Linked DNA regions of Oryctolagus cuniculus: region 1 is linked to region 2. A link is a contact called in public Hi-C data. All regions are on one chromosome and are shown on one strand. Each heading gives the region's core, a stretch centred on a gene start, on an enhancer-like site or on the middle of the called end of the contact. The rest is flanking DNA. Distances are from core to core; before and after follow the strand shown. Region 1 overlaps TGFBR2 (transforming growth factor beta receptor 2). Region 2 holds the start of TGFBR2 (transforming growth factor beta receptor 2).

Region 1 (4,333 bases), core at 1,689-4,188, 52 kb before region 2:
CTTTTCTCTTAGTATAGAGAGATCTACTCTGAAGCCACGCTTGTTATTCAAGATTGCTGATGGTGTGTTCCTTTGGACCCGGCCACAATGCTCAGAATTCAGTCTCTGGCAAAGAAGACCCTGAGACCCTCACCCCCTCTTCCAATACACGTGGAGTGAGACTACCAATGGTTTGTTTCTCTGTTTTGATTTTGTTGATTCTTTCAGCCAAAGCATGCTGATTTCAGAATGACCTTGACACACCCCTAAACCCGCCCAGTCCTAACCACCAGGACAGCTGTCAAGCCAGCCATCTGAGAAGTGCTGTCCGCACCTGGACCTGTGTCTGATCTTACACTTGCCGGCTCAGTCCTGTGCTTTTCAGCCCTCACGTTCCTCCTGGGGGATGGCGATTCCTGCTGCTTCTGCCCCTGGGACTTCACAGGAAGTCCAACACAACCAGATCCCTGAAAGGTGTCAAGACGGACCAGGAAATAATGACCCCACTGTCACTCCACGGCCAGAGCCTGCAGCCTGCCGTGTTCTTCGGAGGAGGTTTGGTTTATTTATTTATTTTTTTCCTTTCCTCTCTGTGTTCCAGTATCCTGAGTTTGGGTTTTGTTAGGATCTCCACCTGCCCTGACTCTGTAATTCAGCTCTGGCCACGTGTCTGGATAAACGTCTTGTGCTGTCTACAGGCTCTTTGTGTGTTCAGGAAACCTGGAAGCAGCTAGCAGCTTCCTCCCTGGTAATCCGGCATCTCGTCCACCAAGCAGACTGGACACGTGCGGTCTTCACGCCACCAGAGCCCCCATCTCTCCTGGCTGAGCACCTGAACTGGAGTTTTCTGTAGCTCCCCCACGCCCCCAAGGATCTTCACCTGCTAAAACCATGCACCCCTTGCCATCCCACCTTTCAGTCACGCCGCAGGTCTCAGTAATGTGTAATTTAATCATTTCTGAAACCTCAGATGCCTAGTCCCAGCGAGGCCCTTGGACTTGTCTGGAGTAAGTGCTTGTAAACTATAAAAAACACAATATTCTAAATGAAAGAATCCCGCGACTGCTTGGGATGGGGTGACACAGGTGTTTAGTTGTTTGTTTTTCTCCTCTAGCCTCAGACAGCTGCGTTTCGCCTACTTCCTGTGGTGTTTGCCATTCTCTAATTGTTACTGTCCCTGTCCAGGTTCTATGCGGAACACGATGGAGAATATAAAAAGGTTTGGCAGAACACACTGTTTTGAGTCTAGTGGCTCCCAGTGCTGGCTGCATGGTGGAATATCCTGGAGAATAAGAAAAAAAAAATCCTGATACCAGGCCCCAGACCAATGAAGTCCGAAACTGCAGGAATAAGACCCAGTTAATGAGTGGGTTTTAAAGCTCTTCAGGTGTTTCCAATGTGCAGCCGAGGCTGAGAACATCAGACAGCAGCCTGGCGGGAGAAGCACGGATTTCGAATAGGCTGGAGCCTGGAGATGCAAGGAATTTTAATGATTAAATTTTGGATCAATTGTTCTTGACCCTGGAACCCAGGAAATCCCCCAACAAGGCAAGAAGAACGTGAATGAAAGCATTTCAAAATTTTCCGGGAAACCTGAATTTTTAAAAGTTTATTTTGGTGCAAAACATTTTTAAAATCCATGCGATGAGGGATCTTCAAAAAGTTCATAAAAATGCAGATAATGGAACAACTATGCATAGATTTCTAAATATTTTGCTGCAGAGTAGATCTATTTTTAATTACATTTTCTCAGGGACTTTTTGAAGTACTTTGTGTACGTGTGTGTAGTTATTAAGTAGAAAAGCAAACAAGAATTCTTTCTTTAAAGTTAGCACTATTTTTTTAGATATGCATAATTACTGCTGCTAAAATTGAGATTCCACATAATTAGCAACGTGGAGAAGTGATTTAGGATCAGAGGAGACTTGCCAGAGGTCAAGCAACCAGATGTCCAAACGGAACTATCGCGGCCTCTGGACTCCGTCATGGGTGGGGATAAAGTCAGCTTCCCAGTGCTCAGCTGGCTCCCGGTGTGCTTTCCCCTGAGGGGACAATGGGACCCGCGCAGAGCACAGCTCGGTCGACCCCATCTGTCCAGACTCATGGGCGGACACAGAGAGACATGAGACTGCAGCAGCATCACCAAGCCTAAGTCAGCCTGAGGGACGCACTGCTCCTGGGCCTGGCACCCAGTGGACGGATCTGGAGACAGTCTGTGTCCACAGTGTGGACATGTGCCATGACTCAGAGTGGGGCTCAAAGTTCTCTACCAGGGACCACAACTGGCCTCAGCACATCCTTGTTTACTTTGCTGCTTATGGCAAAAAAAAGAGAAAAATCTACAAAAGCCAAGTGGCTCTATCTTCCGCCTTTTCACACACATTCTACGCTTCACTGGGCTGAGTCACAGTGCTCTCTGGCACGCACGGTCTTTGTTCCCTTGGCCACACGTGGGCACGTGGCCAGATTCAGAGCGTGCTAACCCAAGCCTCCCTCAGCTGCGAAGGAGGCCTCACCTCAAATAATGATTTCCCCGCGACCAGACTTGGGCCTTAAATCCACAATTCTCTTCCTCGACTTTTCTCAACCATAGTTCCATTTCTTTCTTTCTTTCTTTATTTTTGCCTTCTGCATTTAGATCGGGAAGTAAATCTGGTTTGTTTCTTTCGAAACGAAAAGGCACAGCTGGCCAGCAGCTATTCTGAGAAGGAAGTGTACGGTTCAACGGCAGCAGGACCAGACGCCTCCAGAGCTGCCGGAGCACCATTTATTCGTCTCATGTCTTTCAGGCAAGAACGAAGAGTTCCCCCCTAAGAAGCCAGCTCCCTGATACTGGAGCTGCACAAACACTAGATGAGGTTTGGGAGAGCGGGGACTGCATGCCAAAGTCTTCCCTTACTCTCCGTCAGCAATGCCGGTCAATAAAGCACTCGGGCCTGTGACCAGCACACAGAATGGGCTCGCTGGATGGCCTGAGGCCACGTCATTAAGGTCACAATGGGCCCAGAGGGAACCAGCTGGCTGAGATGTTCTGCTAGCGAGTTAAACATAGACAGGAAACCGCGTGTCTGATACTGTAAAAAAATCATTTGTCTTCCTGCCAGGGTTGGTCGAGCTTGCAAACCAAAGAGGCTGTTTTCATTTTAAAGAAATTCTACAACAACGAGAGAGCAGGGAATGAGACTGTCGCTAGAGAAGTCTTCCTCTCCCCACTTCTTTCAACATCTCAGGTTAGAGAGCTGCACCCCCACACTAACTTGTAAAGCCACAGAGCTCACAGCTCAGCGACACACACCACCCGGGCACCGTGTATTTCTCCATTCCTACTGAACCGCGTAGGTTGAACTTGGAGTCAGAAGTGGCTTCTAAGCTAGCTACATGCAACTAATGCATTTATTATTTAGAGTCCTGTCCTATTCCATATAAAGAAAAAAAAAGGACCAAAACCACTACAGATCTTGACAAACAGACACAGTGGAAAAGTCAAAACAGGAGCTGGAATTATGACAAATGAAGTATCAAGGTGAGGAGACAGGTAAGCAAGGGAGGTAGTTGTGTACAACATGCGTGTGTGAAGCAAGACTGGGTTTGACTCAGCTTTAGTGATAGTGTTGAACTGGGAAATCCGTAAACATTCTCATTTCCTTGTCTCCATCAGGGCTGGCCTGGCACCTGCTCCGTGAATGAAACTGCATCAACACGGCCACATCCCTCCACTCACATCCTCTGTGTGGCTGCTTCAAGAGCAGAGCAGAGCTGGCTGCACCACGGACTCCACACCCTACAGAGCTGAACACATGAGTGCTCAAGGCCTTCATCAAAGCAGCTTGCTGACCTCTGTTCCAGATGCCTCCAAGTGTCCGCAAGACCAGAAGCAAACGGGTCCTCAGGGGGAGAGCGATCTTTCCAAGATGGATTGCTGGAAGGACTTCTCCCGGCTTCCTCATGCAGGGAGCAGCTCCCCAGCAGCCTTCTATTCAGTGAACACATCCCTTTGATTCACAGGGCTGCACCACACCTAAGTACGCACAGGCCCAGGAGCGGGGGAGCACATGGTGTTGGTACCGGGCTAACCTCAAAGGGGAGACATCCAAGTCTGCTGGGACAAGAGTGCCATTTTGAACACGTGCTCGGTGCTGGGCACCAAGTTACATAAACAAATCCTCTTCAAAACCCTATTTAGGGTCGTTATTGTTTCGATGCCCATTTTTCAATAGGGAAAATGAAGTGAAGTCATTCACCCAAGGACAGGCAGAGTGGGGACGCCAGGTCCTCTCGCACGGAAGATCACGCTCTTACTCTCTCCTATGTTGTCTACTGGAAGACGAGTATCCCACGGGCCGTCACTTGCAAG
Region 2 (4,806 bases), core at 2,071-4,570:
AGGGGGCAGGGCACAGGGGGCTAACCAGGAAAGTGTGGGCCTTGGTGGGATGTGGAGCTGAGTCAGGTGACAGCCAGGTCATGGAGGCCCCCTTGTGAGGCCCAATGGAGGAATTCCCAACAGCAGCTACATTCATCATGCCCATTTTACAGATGAGAGCACTGAGGACTAGTAAACGGGAGGCAGCTTGGGGCCCCAGGATGGTCTGCTCCTAAAGCTTGCGCCCTACATTCTACTCCCAGCCCATCTTCCAAGAAGAGGCTTAGCATGGACACACTGCCTCCACCCTGCTGGCCCTGGAATGGAAAAGGGAACTAAAAGCCCGTCTAAGCAGGGTCTGTAACAAGGCAGGGATAGAAAAGTGAGAATAAATCAATCCAAATAAACATCCAGAGACACGGAGAAGGAATATTCAACACACACACCCTCCCTGTGAAATCAACTGAGAAATGAGGTCAAGCAAAAAAAACATCGGCAGCCAATAACGCTTCCAAGCACACTGCATTAAACTATGAATACTTCTCTCAGCCTGCAACACACAGCCCTGGTTAACTCAGTGAGGGCCAAGATAGGTTCTGTCCTGTTGGTTTGGGATGGTGCTGGCAGGTCCGCCCAATCTGTGTGGCAGAGTGATACTCAACAAATACACATCGTTGGGAAGGAAGAAAAAGCATCCACGAGGCCGCATGACTGATGGGAAAAAAATCATGACAGCTAAATTCGCAGAAATTCAAAAACACCGAAGGGACAGCGAAGCAAAATGCAAACCATGTAGCAGGTCATGGTGACTACAGGGACGCTGAGCCCAGCGGAAGGCGAGGAATCCAAAATGGGGCTCGTATTTTGTATAAACCGTAACGCGGTGAAAATCAGATGTCATTAGAGGAAGTGGTGCAGAGGTTCAAGTGTGCCTTATGGGGAAAAGAGCAAGTAGACCAAACATCAGATTCTGGGCCTGATGATTCTAGTCTCTGGCCCTGACAAATTCAGCACGCCATTCAAGTGGCTCTAGGAATATGCACCCCAGCGACGCTTTTACCATAACCAAGTCCACACCACGAATCTCTGAAAAGTTAAAGTCCTGTTCTTCAGATCTATGAGTCGTCAGACACTCAAAGCTTTCCCCCAAAGAGTGATTTCTTCATTTTGAGCATTTAGGAAGAGTGGTGAATCTACTAAGTCAAACAATATTTCCTACAAAGTTTTCAGCGAAATTTGTTCTTATACTGAAATTCTGTGCCCACATCTATGAAACAAAGGTAGGTTTTTGAAGTGACCTAATAGGTGGCTGTAAACCAACTCTTATATTTTGTCTTACATTAAGATATTTTGTAAATGTTCTCACGGTTTTTTGATTACGTTAGAACAGTCTTGAAACTATTCAGTGGAAAATTAAAATACAAGTGGAATTAAGTTGCTCATCTTCACTCTAGAGCTGTCTGCAGACCTCAACCATCTTTGAAAAATTTAATTTGACCAAATGAATAAAATTCAGAATGATTCCTTCATGCAACCATTTTGAAAGTTCAATTCTATCACCATATGGTATCTCTAGGCTCTGCACAACTGTTCAAAAAACCAAATAAAAAGCCAGCAGGCGTTTAAACTAATTGTTTAAAAGTGTGTGTATAGATGAAATGAAACTGACTCACGGAACTATTGAGTCTGGAATTTGCAAATCATAAATCTTATCCTCGTAAACAAAAGTTAACTAACAAAATCAGGGCCTGCTAATCTTTGTCATCTGAACCAACGTTTCAACGAGGATTTTTTTTTTAATGCAGACAGAAAATTAGCGGTGTTTTAGAAGTTATTAGCAAAATATAACTCAGTTTTTAAGAGTTTGCAGTCAAACCAGAGACGGTGGAACATTCTGTTTTTTCAGTGTAAGAAAGCAGCCAAGAGCAAAGCTTTGTGATTGCATAAACCATAGAATTCATATCTGTGTCAGAAGGTTTTTTTTTTTTTTTTTTGCATGCCACAGGGCTCCTTCTGAGTCCATTAAAAACTCAGATCTCCATGCCACCCTCAGTACGAGCCACACACTCCAAAGCTCCCGGTCTTCCTCCATACTTTGAAATGCACCCTTTAGAGCGTCTTGCCTTTTAGTCTAGACAATTCTACAGGTACGCATGCCTGTGTCACGGGGCAAGTAAAACCCCCTGCCTCTGGGCGAGCTGGTCTTTCATGCACCTTTCCACCAAAATTGATGCGCAGTATCTGCCAGTCACCCAAGGGTGCCGGGGGGGTGGGGGGGCGAGGGTGCAGGCGCTGCTCAGACGTCACAGATGGAGGGGATGTGAGACGATCCAGCTCCCACCACGTCATTTTACAGATGAGAAAACTGAGGCCTGGGAAAGGGACAGGGCTCGCCCAAACCCGAAGCTCCCCGGAGCAGGGCCGCCAGCTGCAGAAGGCTAAGTGCCTCCTAGCTGCAAACATTCCAGCTTCTGACGTCTGGGGGCTTCTGCACTTTCCATAACAAGTCGTTAAGAACCAAATTCCTGCAATTTTTTACCCCCCCCCCCCCTTTAAAAAGCTCCAGAGACAGCGATCAGGTGGGCGGCCCATTTAGGACCCTAGCCACCCCTTGCTCGGCCGGCCCCGAGTGACAACTGCAAAGAAAGGAGTCAGCTCCCTGGAGGCAGGCACGTCTCGCTCCAGGCACCCACGCCTGCACCGGGCAACCCAGCAGGCCTCGTCTACCTGTCCATCTCCAGCGCCCGAAAACTTTCCTTTGCAAATCGCCGCTTCTCCGGCATGCATGCAGGAAACCCGGGGCCAAGAACCGGCCTGGGGCGCGTAGGGGGCGATGGGTGGGAGACGGGCCGTGGGGCCACTTTCAGGCGCTCCAGCCGGGGTTAACCGGCCTCTGGGGGCTGGGGAGGGCTCGGGCAGCCTCGAGGGGCCCGCAGCATCGCCCAGGGCCCAGGTGCGCGGCCTCTGCCCGGCCGCCTCTGGATCACCAACTTCGCAAACTTCCCTTTCCGGGACTGGGGGCTCAGCGGGGCCGCGGCCGGCACAGCGCCTCCCCGGCTCGCACAAAGGGGCCCCCCCCGCGGGCCCCGCGCCCCCTTGCGAACCAACTTTCCCCTCGCTGGGGCTGCGTGGGTGCCGCGCGGGCCACTTTCCCCGTTTCCGCCCCAGCGCGCAGTGCCCGCGGCCGACTGTCAAGCGCAGCGCAGGGGCCCCCGGCGCCCTCGGCGCGGCGCTGGCCGCTACTCACCCGACTTCTGAACGTGCGGCGGGATCGTGCTGGCGATGCGCGTCCACAGGACGAGGTGCAGCGGCCACAGGCCCCGGAGCAGCCCCCGACCCATGGCAGACCCCGCCGCTCGTCATAGACCGAGCCCAGAGCGCAGCGGACGGCGCCTCCCCGGACCACCCCCCACCCCCACCCCGCGCCCTCTCGAGACCCCCGAGCCGCGCGGGCCCCGGCAGATGTGCGGGCCAGATGTGGCGCCGGCCGGCCGGGAGGAGGGGGCCTGCAGCCGGCGGAGGCCCCCGGCGGCCGAGGGGAGCTGCGCAGGAGGCCGGCTCCCGGCCCGAGCGGGTGCGCGCGCGGGGTGTAGTCTGTCCGTGCGCGCGAGTGACTCACTCAACTTCACCCGGCGCTGCGGGGGAAACAGGAAACTCCTCGCAACAGCTGGGCAGGACCTCTCGCCGCCCAGAGCCTCCGCTCTCTCCCTGCTTCCAGTCCTCGCTCGCTCAGGGCCTGCCAATCAGGGCCCCCGGACCAGCTCCTGCGCGGACTTTGGCCGGGTGTGCGCTGCCCCTCGCAGCCCTCCCACGCCGCCCAGGAGTTCCTGGCTCCCGGGCTCTTCCCCGGAGCGAGCCAGGACACGGGCTTCACAAAGTCTGTGCATGCCAGGTGTCTACACCTTCCTCAGCCCACCACCAAGCGCCCCCAGCCCCACCCCGACCACCCCACCGCGTTATTTGGCTTGTTCCTGGGTTTTTGAGAGCCACTCTTTCTAATTGCAAGTGGAGACTCCAAGCAGTCCTGAAAGCCAGTTAGTGAATTCTGAGCGCTTTTCCCCCCTCATTAGTATTGTTCCAGGAAACTTTTGTGTTCGCTGTGAGTACCAGCGTGCCTGTGCCATCACCCTGTGCGATGTGTGTCGCAGTAGATGACATTCAGGCTTGAATGTGCTTGGTGAGCACCCGGGGGGCTTGCTAAGGTGTGGATCCCGATTCAGAAGGAAATTCTGCTTTTCCACCCCTGTACTGCCCCTCATTTTGAGCCATCTCTCTCTGCAGGTGGGTGGTGGATAATTGTGAATGATCACTCATCACAGAGCGACAATGGCGGAGAACGTTATTTTTAAGTTTGGCAGAAAATGTAAAATAAAAGTGGCTTGGGAGTCACCTGAATGGTTCCCTTTGCGCTCCAGGAACGGAGCTGACAGAAGAGAATACTTGGCCTTGGGTGTGTAGAATGCCTAAGAGTGCCAAACAGGACCGTGTCAACGTTCAGATTTCTCTGCTTGCTAGGGCACCCAGGTTTGTCCAAGGCACTGGATTTACATGTTTGGTAGTTAAATGCTCTTAGAAGCCCCCTTCTCTTTCAGTTGTGTGTTGATTGTATCATGGGTCATGGGATCAGCCCAGCCCCAGGTCTCAAAGACATAATGTGTGCAGCCATCTGGTCAACTCTGCCAGCACTTCCTACAAGGAGTTGCTTTACCTGAGGGCGAGATAGTTTGCAGAAGCAGGTGCCAGTTTCGCCAGGAGAAAGGCAAATGCACCCCCACTCCCCCCCACCCCAACACACACCTAGCTCCAAACTCGACCCTGTCAGTCTGC

Evidence for each region. Hi-C and Micro-C count contacts between places; a contact is called where the count stands out from the background.
Region 1: a Hi-C map of an unstated tissue shows a contact between it and region 2, with 2.6 times the contacts expected there. The contact joins the enhancer-like site here to the promoter of TGFBR2 in region 2. A contact is called at or near these places in 2 of 6 Hi-C or Micro-C datasets (psoas muscle and an unstated tissue).

What each region holds. Positions count from the first base shown.
Region 1 is chr4:167,274,261-167,278,593 of mOryCun1.1, reverse strand. The region is part of intron 3 of TGFBR2 (transforming growth factor beta receptor 2); the gene reads right to left. Among named protein-coding and RNA genes, the nearest start is that of TGFBR2, 53 kb to the right of the region's middle. Within about 2 kb of position 2,938, at least 4 of the 8 cell types and tissues checked have an H3K27ac peak or open chromatin away from gene starts, as enhancers often do.
Region 2 is chr4:167,222,352-167,227,157 of mOryCun1.1, reverse strand. It overlaps TGFBR2 (transforming growth factor beta receptor 2), which reads right to left and starts at 3,320. Exons shown (of 7, transcript NM_001177748.1): 1 at 3,227-3,320. The coding sequence starts at 3,320.